Linked DNA regions of Gossypium hirsutum: region 2 is linked to region 1. Evidence: chromatin contacts called from public Hi-C data. All regions are on one chromosome and are shown on one strand. Each heading gives the region's core, a stretch centred on a gene start, on an enhancer-like site or on the middle of the called end of the contact. The rest is flanking DNA. Distances are from core to core; before and after follow the strand shown. Region 1 has its middle 11 kb from the start of LOC107941488. Region 2 holds the start of LOC107944112 (protein SOB FIVE-LIKE 5).

Region 1 (5,775 bases), core at 3,079-5,578:
TTAGTCAAGGGTTTAAAGTTAGTAAAGATATAGCAATGTGAATGAAAAACCTTCTTATGTACAAGTATTAAAATTTATCTCAAAGCAGAATTAAATCTTTGGATGAAGTAGTAAATTTAAGGTTTTATAGATGCTAGTACCATAGGTTCAAATTTCACTATATGTAATTTTTTTTAAAAATATAGAAATATATTCATAATAATATAAATTATTTTGTATATAATAAGGTATTTTAGTTATTTCTTTAACCGAACTGATACCAAATTAACTCGTAATTTCTTATGAAAACATTTGTATGCAAATGTTTATTATTCTCTTCCCAGGATATATTGAATATGTTTGCAAGAATGTAGTAATCTATAATGAATATCAAATTTTCAAAAAATTTAGAATTGGTATTAAACTTTAAAACCTTGTTAGGATTATAACAAATATGTCTCGTTTGGTTACGAGGGTAACAATCAGAAGAAAAAGCTTATTTATTACGTATGTATTATAATAGTTAGATATAAAATAAAGAATAGTTAGTACAAATTTAAATTTGAAATTAGAAAGATAAATAATAACTCTTATAAAAAATAAGGCCTTTTCAAAATAAGCGAAAAATTTTCTTTCTCTTTACTAAAAATAAATCATGAGAGTGACTAAATATAATCAATTGAATCAATTTATTGCTAATCCATGTGCTAAAACATGTATAAAAAATAATATGCCTACCAAATATAACATTACATCTTTATGCCAAACTTGATAGTAAATACAAATCGAGTAGAATATGTAGTCAATTTTAAACACATTTGTTCCATTGTTGTGTAGCTTCACCTCAATTCCAACTCAAAACATGTTTTCTTGGTACAATGCTACTAACTTGGAAAAAGTGGTGTCACAATCTATTCTTTAAAATTTTCCGTGATATTGTGCTCACGAAGCTGGTGCGACATGGGCAAAAATTTGGATGGATGAAGATTAAGCTCTAATATTAAAGGCTTGAATTTGATTCAAAATGTTCTCTACTTTATATTATATTTTTTATTTTATTTTATATATTATATAAAATCATATATAAAACCAATCTAGTCATGAACACCTCTTAGCTCGGAATTTCTTTAAAAAATAGGGTCAAGAAAACAACATGTGGGTTTCAAATCCCAGGCTGTTTGCAAGAAAAAGTAGATGCAGCATATATGAAACAAGCATTATGTAAGTATTACATAAGGATGACAAAGGCATTCATTTACATGTGAACCCTGGGCTGAGGCAATGAATGGCCCGCCACGGTGGGCCTACAAAGGTGACAGCAATGCACCCCCACACCCCACCCTCCCCGAAATGCAGTGTTGGTAGTAAAAGCCCTTTCAGGCTTTTATATAGGAAAAAAGAAAGAGTCTGACTTGACACCTCTTTAGGACAAAAGTCTCATTGGAACCTTTCGAAAGGAGCCACTGCATGAGACAAACCAGCATTAACAACACCCCCTGCAATATGCTTGTACATGAGTCGGTCAAATTAAATTTATATCAAATTTATATATCATATTAATATTATATATTTTTTTGTTAAAATCGTTTAACTTGGACTCTATTTATATTTCTGAATCATTAATTAATAGAAGATTAATGAAGATTTTTTAACAAAAATTTCATATATATATATTTTGTTATGGTATTTTCTGTTAACAACCCGAAACTTGAATATAACTTCGAACTACCAACCTACAGCTCGAGTAGATGAGGAGGAACTTTGGCCTCACAAGGTAGAGACATTAAGGCTTACGGGGAGAGCTCGCGAGCTAAGTTTGCATATTCCTAGGTGTTCGTAGGCAAAGGGTGTGAAATCAACTGAGTGGTTCGATGAACACGTGTTAAGTCTAGAACAGTATACATGTTGGTATGCATAGAGTTTACCTAAGACGTCATTTCGATAAATAATAATATTTTATAAATATCCGATTCTCCTCACTAAAAAAACAAATTAAACACTCAATATATATAATATAAAAGTTGTTCAAGAATCAAATAAAAATTAATATCTATAGTTGAGTGGCATTCATTGAGAAGGGATTAATGAGGAATCAATGGCCATCGTATTGAAGATGATTTTAGGGTTTAAATTTTCACAAATGATCTGTGATGAAATTAATTGGAAAGGTACAAGATGGCAAATAATATTGAAAAACTAGCCAAGAAGAGTCAAAATGAAAAGGACATTGCATTAAACTACAAAATCTAATAAAATTGAGAAAATAATAAAAGATAATTTACAAGTGTATGGCACCAATGAGGCATGTTTGAAAATTAGAGGTATTTATAAGCTCTGATAAGTAAAGTTTAAATTGATTTTGTGTATAATTTTAATATTATATATATTTATTCAAGTTCGATATTTTATCTTAATTCATTTATATTGATAAATGATTAATTTAAAATCATTTCTGTCCACTCACAATTTTTTTTAAACTTTTTTAAATAATATAATTAGTTTTATTTAATATTTAGTAATTATCAAAATTCTTTTTTTTAATAAATATCTAACATATTTTTAATATACATGTGATATAAAAAAAAAGACAATATATATTATAAACTTGAAAATGAGTCGGATTAAGTTAAGTTTAAGATTTGAATATTAAAATTCAAATTTAACTTATACTTTTACTTAAAACTTTTTAAAAATTTTTTATACAATACTTAGAACTAGCCATAACCCCTCCTCAACCCTTAAATAAGAGGATAATTCGCTTTAACGCACTGAAATCCACTTCCTCTACACTGATAATAAACTCATGTGAATTAGCTAATAAGTAGGATAACCCAACCATTGATGAGATGGATTAATTTGCATATGGTGTCGGTTACCTGTCTCAAAAATAGCGAATAAGCATTACAATTAAGTCCCATGGACATGGGAAACACCAAAAACAGTTCAATTCAAACGGCCAATTCCCTATCATAACAGCTGGGAGTGTCCCATGTAAGTACATATTAATTATGATTGAAGATTAGGGTTTTCCTTTTTGTTTTTTTGTTTTTTTTTTTTGAGTCAGTCTTTTAAAGAGTTTATAAACATAAATATAAGTAACGTATAATATATATTGGATTAATTAAAATTGAAATTGAAATATATAACTTGGATCATTGAAATCTTAAAGTCTCATCGAAATAAATTATAATTATACGAGAAATTACAATAAGAATTAATAATTAGACGAATAGTATCATAAAAATAATTAAATAAATAAAAAATTAATTGAATAATTAATTTAACTTAAATCACAAACTAAAATCTATTTGGACAACTCAATTAAAATAAATTTAAATCAAATTTATACATCATGAAACTTGAATACGAGACCTCAAAATTTTCAAAAGCCTCATTAATTGAAATTAGGGTATGATGTGTCACATGAGTTATGTTTGCTGATATCCATATATTTTAAGCATACTCAAATTTTATATGTTTGTCTATATATGTTTGGAAAAGTAATACACGTCTATTTTCAAATATGTGTCAAATACTATAATATACAAAAGATTTAAAAGATTACATGAAATAGTTACATCAATATATATTACTTTCATTAGTATTAAGGTAATCATTTTAAAAAAATCGTCTATTTATTATGCATCACATGTAATAATTAAATAAAAAAAATTGACTCAATTGTTGTTATAATAGATTTTCGATTTCGTAAAAATAAAATTAAAGTAAAATAATTTATCAGAATGCCATGGTAATTGGTAATGATAAGGTTTAATTTATGTACTATTTTACACATAGAAGATAAAAACATATATTCCAAATCAATTAATTTAAGTATATAATTTTTAATTTGGTTGATATTATTATTATTGAAATAATTTAAAATATATATATGTTTAAATGTATTTAAATTTGTAATTGTTGATAATACAATGTAGATAACCTCACATTGGTTGAGGAAAGGCTTTTAAGAGGGTTTAAATATAGTCTTATCTCTTATTTTTATTGAGCAATTGGGGGTTAAAGGCCTAACACATATGTGCTGTTGCTCGACCTATGTTTGTGTCTTGAAGTGTCTACGACATGTACCATGCATGTTATTTGGGTATACAAATATTGAAGTATTACCCTAACCATGGAGGGTGAGCCCATATTTCTTGATTTGATTTTAATAGGACTCCTTAATATAATTTATATAATATAGACATCCTTTCGATACTTCAAATCTGAGTAAAATGCCCCCAGTAACCCAGCGGGAAACTTGGACATTGTATAAGAGAGAACAAAAAAACCCAAGTAGGCATAGAACATTTCTTCAGGTGTGGGGTGGGCAAACTTTTGAAGGCTTGAACCATTTTAAAAAATGGTGTTGGACCACCACCCAGAGGCCCAGCAGCCTGGTTCTTGTAGTACCATAGTCCATTTGTCCTTTGACAAATGTTGAAATTATAATTTGGTTTTTCTTTGGTTTAAAGGGTATAAAAAGTTTTTAATTTTTTTCAAGAAAAGCAATTAAGTTTATTTTTTCACTCAATTGAATACTTAAACTTAAAAAAAAAAGTAATTAAGTTCCTTTTTTTTTGCACTCAATTGGATACTTAAATTACTAAAATACATCAAAAAGGCCCTCAAACTTTTTCAAAAAAGCAATTAAAGCCCTATTTTTTTTTTGTACTCAATTGTCAAAAAATGCATTAAAAAGGCCATTTAACTATTAACTTTAATGGTTGACCGTTAAAGCAAACCGTCCCTAATTTTTTTAGTTAAAGTCATCATGTGTCACAACTACAACGTGACATGTGGCAAAAAAATAATAAAAAATAAAAATCTATAAAAGTTATAAAAGTTATTAAATTTTAATAAAAAATCTAAGAAATATTTATCTGTTATTATTTTAATAAAAATATAACAAATATTTATTTTTTTATTAAAAATTAGAAAAAGATTACAAAAATTGTAAAATTTTATAAAATTCGTAAAAAATTATAAAATATATAGAAATATAGAAAAAAATAGATAAAATTTTATAAAGTTGTAAGAAAATGATAAAAAAATGTAAAGAATTATAAAATTCGTAAAAGAATTATAAAAATTATAATCCTAAAAGAAACATTTTATCATTTTTCGCCATATGTTACACTACATTGCGACATGTGATGACTTTAACTGAAAAAAAAAACTAGGGACCATTAACTTTAACAAACAACAATTAAAGTTAATGGTTAAAGGGTCTTCTGATGTAACAACCCAAAAATACCTATTTATGTTATTATTATTATTTGACAAATATCCGTCAGCTTTAGTGGTTATGTGTTCTGGGAGTGTTTAGGAAGTCCCAAGTTCAAGCCTCGACTTGGGCAAATATTAAAATTTTTAAATGATTGAAGCCTTAGCCTGGCTTAAAGGGTTTAAGTAGAGTTGTTTGTAAAATAATGTCAGAATGGGTCTATTGGACTGGTGGTTAAGTAGAGTGTTGGTGTGAGGGAGGTCTTGTGTTTGAGTTTGTACTTGGGTATTATTTTTGCTGCTAATGCCGTGTGGTTGTTTGAGAGGGACTGGAATACTGAAGTAGTTGAAACGGATGTGGTTTAGTAGAAGCAAAATAGGGGATTTGGGAGTTACTTAGTTATTTTTCTTCTCTCCTGTAAAAAGTCTTTGTCGTTTCCATCTCCATTTTTTTTCCTTTGCTACCAAATTCTACCTTCCCTCTTGCTGAATCCACTTTTTTCTTTCCTTTCCGTTTTTAACTTTGTTTTCAATTTGTCATATTGCGCAACATAGGGTGACACTCGTTCA
Region 2 (5,476 bases), core at 2,042-4,541, 53 kb after region 1:
TTAAACCTAAACCATGGAAATCAATTAAAAATTGAATCTAACAAATCATCCCACAGCCAACCAAAACACCAAAGCAATTCTTATTGAAATTTGCAAAGTAAATGTGCAAAAAGAAAAAAGATATCAATCCCACAAATTAATATATATACATTAAATTATGTATAGAATTCAATCCCACAACAATTTAAGATTTGGGGTTAGAATGATTTTAAACCCTAATAATTGAATTTATAAAAAATTAAAACTTTAATTTTTTTTATATTCGAATTTTAAAAATTTAACATATATATAATTAAAATATCAAATCATAACGTAAAATTCATTAAACTTAATAAAAAAATTAATTTATTTTTAATAATTTGATATGGCAATGCTCAAATGCCGCTTGTTAGAATCTAAAAAGCTTACATAAAACCTAACAAACTAGGATCTGTCTTATCAGATCACAAGAACAAAAATAGATATAAAAGCATACCTGAATCCGTTAATATGTTGAAATCTTCGAGTTTTCTAGTTTTGATCTTTCAAATTATCACATAAAGAGCATTAACACTAATTAACTTTGTTTCTTTGTTGATTTAATTAAATTCATTATTGGAACAAACAATAAAAAAATGTATTGGCTAAAAGACATTTGTTCGTCATTATCGACTCACTACCTGCTTATTCGACTGGGACCAATTCGATCCTCTTTACTTCTGTAGTGATCGCCTGTATAGTTTGCTTACAAGAGTTCGTACGTGATGGGTTCGCATCACCATACAAGCGAACCCACACTTAGGGAACACGAGTTAACCTTAGAATAAGGTACATGTAGGCATGCATGGGGCCTACTTAGGACGTCACATCCAGGAACCATATCATATAAATAGAAAAATTACCTCATTGAAAGCAGGGGCGAAGCCAGAAAATTTTTTTAGGGGGGGCTGGATGAAATTTTAATTTTTACAGTTTATATTTTTATAATTTGTAAATGATTAAATCAAATTTTTATAATTTTAGGAGGGTAAAATGCAATTTTACCTTTACTAATTTAAAATTTTTAAAAAATTTCAAGGGTCTAAAATATAATTTTACATTTTAAGGGGGGCTGGGGCCCATGCCAGCCCCCCTGGCTTCGCCCCTGCTTGAAAGACAGAATCACAAAGACATTAATAATATTAATTTTTTTTCATAAATTGATACTTAATAACAATTTAAAAAATAAAATCAGCTTTGAAAAAATATTTTTGGCAGTGTTTTTTTTTTAATTTAAATTTTTACCCAACTAAAATTGACTAAACATTAAACGTGGGAAAAGTTATAAGGTAGGGAAGGAAAGAAAAGGAATGATAAAGGTTTTAGTACAATTTTGCCTTTAGAAATTGCATAATTTCATCAAAAAAAAAATTGTACACCTAGAGGCTGAAATTACCTGTACAAAATATATGATATACAGTATAATCTTTCTCTTGGACCACTTTAGCTTTAACAAACTTATTTAATTCTTACCCAAACAAATATTGAAGGACATTTTGAATATTTTGGAGGAGGTAGAGGTTTTTAATATTACTTCATGACTGTGTTATATTATCCCCTAAAATTTTTCTTATTTTAAATATTTATATATTAAAAATTTTTAAGTAATGACATGATAAAATTTCAAAATGTTAAATCATCATACTTTAATAAAATCTAAATTTAAAGATTAAAGTGAAAAAAATTGTTAAATTCTAAAATTAATATGGATAAATTTCTTATTCAATCCTGAATATAGTTTAATATATTCTCAATGTATAAATTTAAACATGCCAGCATCTCTTTAAAAGCTCTTAAATACCTTCAAACCCTGATCAATAAGACTCGGGTACAAGAGATTACGTGGCTAAGCTCACTCGATTTTTTTTTTTTTTGCCAATTCCCACCTCAAACCCTTAACTTTTTTCTAATAGACCAAACTTCTAACTAATAATATTTGCTTGAAAGAGATATTATATGTCTAAGTTTACTTATTATTGTCGATTGAGTTTTACTTTGATTGGCATAAACATTGTTGTCAATGTAAGAGTACGTGTATTTGAGTGCACTTCCTCCTATTTATGGACTGAGAAGAGACAATGAGTATTTTTATAACTTTAGTAAAAAAATAGATATGATTAGAACATATAATAACTTTACATAATTCACTAAATTCTGACTCGTGTTATTTTATTATGTACACTAAAAATATCCTCAAAACACATTAGACGCAGCACTAATTTCTTTCGAACTGTGAGCTGTTTGAAAATAGAAGATTGTTCTTGAACAGCTTGTGGGTCATGTATTAAGTACTAGCTTTTGGCTTCTTTTTCGATGGAGAGTTTTGAATTTCGACCTCTTAAAAATGATAAAAAGAATTTAATTTAAAAAAATTGACTTCACCTCTAAACACACGTACACGTACATGTGTGACTGTTAGATGTTTGTAAAATTGAGTGATGTGTAAAATGGTTGTTGTTAAGTGTTTGAAGCCAAAAGAACAGAAATTATGAGTCCATGAAAATTGATGTGGTAGGACCAGCAAGAATATTGCTGCCCCAAGGAGGTGGTGAGCCCTGGTTTTTGTTCAAGAGAGTACACAGTGCTTGGCTGTCTAGCATGTGAAGTGATTGTGGTTTTTTTTTTTCTTCTGAATGCACCCACTAGAGAACCCACCCAACTGGCACTTTTTGATTCATTCACATTCAGACAGCCGAATGGGGGAAGGTGACGACAAAAATAGCCTAGGATTTGAGTTTGATTGTCTTTGGTCTTTTTCCCACATGTCCATTGCCCCTTTGTTCTATATACTACTTGATCCAACACCCTAATATAGGGACACATTTAACCTCACCATCTATTGTATTACTATTACCTGCCCTTTTTTAGGGTTTTTGTTTGGAAAGTGGGGTTGAGGGGCTTACTAGTTTTCGTCCCTATATTATGTTATAATTTGGTCTCTATATTATAACATTATTACTAGATCTAAATTAATAATAGCTATTTTCATAAAGTGATAATGCAGTTTGTCATTTAAAAAATAATTATAAGTATTTATTATTTATAATCACAATTGAGTAGATTTTTACGTAACACTAATCGTAGGACAGGATAACAGTAAAAAAAACTCGTGTCATCAGTTAAACAAGAAAAAGAACTAGTTGTGTTATTAACTTGGACCCACTGATAATATCGTAAAAGTAGAGGGAATAAAATCTCGAAGTTCAGTATAGTAAAGGGACTAAAATCACAATTAAACCAGCTTACTTCACTTGTTGATAAAAAGGAGCCTTGGATAGAGGAGAAGGAAACACATTGAGTATAGTTTTCTTTAGAAAAAAAAAAAAAAGAAAGATGAATTTTATGGCCTCTGAGTGTAGTAGTGGGTGTGAGTCTGGTTGGACTAATTACTTAGAACAATCTTTTTTATCTTCAAATCCTTCAAAGAAAAAAAATGGGTTTAAAAAGAGTGGTTTTTGTGATGAACATAGAGAGATTAATAGAGGTAAACAAAAGGTTGATGATGATGTTGAAAATGATGATGAAGAAGACGAAGAAGACCTTTCCATGGTTTCAGATGCATCTTCAGGTCCTCCACATTTCTATGAAGATGATAACAAATTATACCATGAATACATGGTACCCCAAACTGGTACTACATTCAACAAAAATGGTGGTAAAAGACATACGAACAAGGAACAACGAAGAAGACAGCATGAGCAGCAGGTACATGAAGAAATTGACACCGCAAACTCTCCTTTCATCAATTACTCCAAGGTATAAGTTCAAGCTATAATAACTATATGTTCTTTGTTTGCTGTTGTCTTTGGCGCTTATTATGGGTTCTCCATGATTTTTGCAGAAGAGTTTTGTTGACACCAATAATCAAGCTCCAATGGGGTTCTCTGCAACACACTTTGAGGTCCTTGTACTAATTTATCTTATATATTCTATGTTTGTTGAATTCTGATTGAAAAAAATAAAAATGGTGATGAATTATTTGCAGGGAGGATCACAATTTGAGGGTCACTTTGGGTTTTTTCAGTCTTCTTCGCCATCTCCTGACCAGCTACAAAATAACCAGTTAAGTAACTTAACAATCTTATTATTATTTTCTAACAATGTACCATAATCACACTCATTATAAGCTTCAATTTTTACAGGTGGCTTTCAGGAAATCAAAGAGCATGGAGTTGGAAATTTGAGATTAAAGCAATGGAAGAAAGGAGTTGCCATAAGTCAAAAGAATAAAGATCTCAAACAGAATTTTATTTTATTTTTTTATAATGGGTAGGGTAGGAGCTGTTCAGGAATCAAATTTAGAACTAGTGTTAACCCAGTACTGGCAATTGCAATGGGAAATAAATTTTGTTCAGTGTTTGTTTTCTTATGGACCTCCAAACTCTCCTCTTTATATCTCAACTTGCAGTTCAAAACTACTTCCTTTCACCTAAATACAAAAATATATTTTACTTCACAAACTGTTTGATAATAGAATATATATATATACTTCCCCAAATGAGTATATAGTCTTAGTTTAGATAGGAATTGTTCCCTCTGCAATGGAAGGGATAAGAGATGAAGAAATCAAACCCTGTAGACTGTTGCATGCATGTGCAGGGATCTTAGTTTAAAATTAAGTGTTTTGTTTGTTTGGTAAATTTTGGACCTAAAACTGGCCGACACCATTTATTGGCTTAAACAACAAGGTTGCTTAAACTCTTAACACACACATCTTTCAACAATACACGACAAATGGATGTGCCATAATCATCTCATCATTCCAACACTTAGTTGGAATTGGGGTTCTTTTTTCTCTCCCAATAATTATAGGAAAAACTTTCTTTTCCTTTTTTTATTTTGTTTTGATGCTAAGATTTTTGGGTTCCTGATAATTATATTGGATATCAGTTAAATTTGGAGTCAAATAGAATTGAACACTTAAAAGAAAACAAGAAAAAACCGGAAAAAAAATCAAATTTCTTATCATTAAACCTAACAAACATTGATAAATTACGAGAAAAAACTTAGTCATCAACAAGAAGCCATGTCTCGAAGTGTCCAGACAAAGGGTCTAATCCACCCCATTATAAGTTCCATTTCTCATCATGCCTCACAAGTTTTAGGGCCTAAATATGCACATGATGAGATTGAGGCAAAAATGATGGAAAGTGAGTAAAATTGGGTGATGGCCATTCATTCTCAAAGCTCTATGTTAAGTAAATGCCAAAAAAGCTAATATTTGAATATATCATATGCACAATCTCAATGACCTTTTTTTTTAAAAAAAAAAAAGCCCCTCTTGGAAGATCCTGCCTGTGATTTTCCTAACCCTAAAGAACATGCCCCTATTATATTAAATAATTTGCACTTAATTTTTTTATTACTTTATAATGCCGCTTTGCTCCCTCCAACCTTGTCTGCTAAGCAGCTGTCATCGAACTTGATGTCACTGCACAATTATATGTCTCTCAATTTG

What was found. Hi-C and Micro-C count contacts between places; a contact is called where the count stands out from the background.
Region 2: a contact with region 1 is called in a Hi-C map of leaf, with 2.2 times the contacts expected there. The contact joins the promoter of LOC107944112 here to the enhancer-like site in region 1. A contact is called at or near these places in 15 of 34 Hi-C or Micro-C datasets (callus, cotyledon, fibers and 4 more).

Annotation. Positions count from the first base shown.
Region 1 is chrA13:6,187,228-6,193,002 of Gossypium_hirsutum_v2.1, forward strand. No RefSeq gene overlaps it. Among protein-coding and RNA genes, the nearest start is that of LOC107941488, 11 kb to the right of the region's middle. Within about 2 kb of position 4,329, at least 3 of the 9 cell types and tissues checked have an H3K27ac peak or open chromatin away from gene starts, as enhancers often do. A contact at or near this core is called in hypocotyl and leaf, where this site is marked.
Region 2 is chrA13:6,240,980-6,246,455 of Gossypium_hirsutum_v2.1, forward strand. LOC107944112 (protein SOB FIVE-LIKE 5) reads left to right here and starts at 3,292. Exons shown (of 4, transcript XM_016877931.2): 1 at 3,292-3,774; 2 at 3,860-3,919; 3 at 4,004-4,080; 4 at 4,161-4,372. The coding sequence starts at 3,352. The coding sequence ends at 4,248.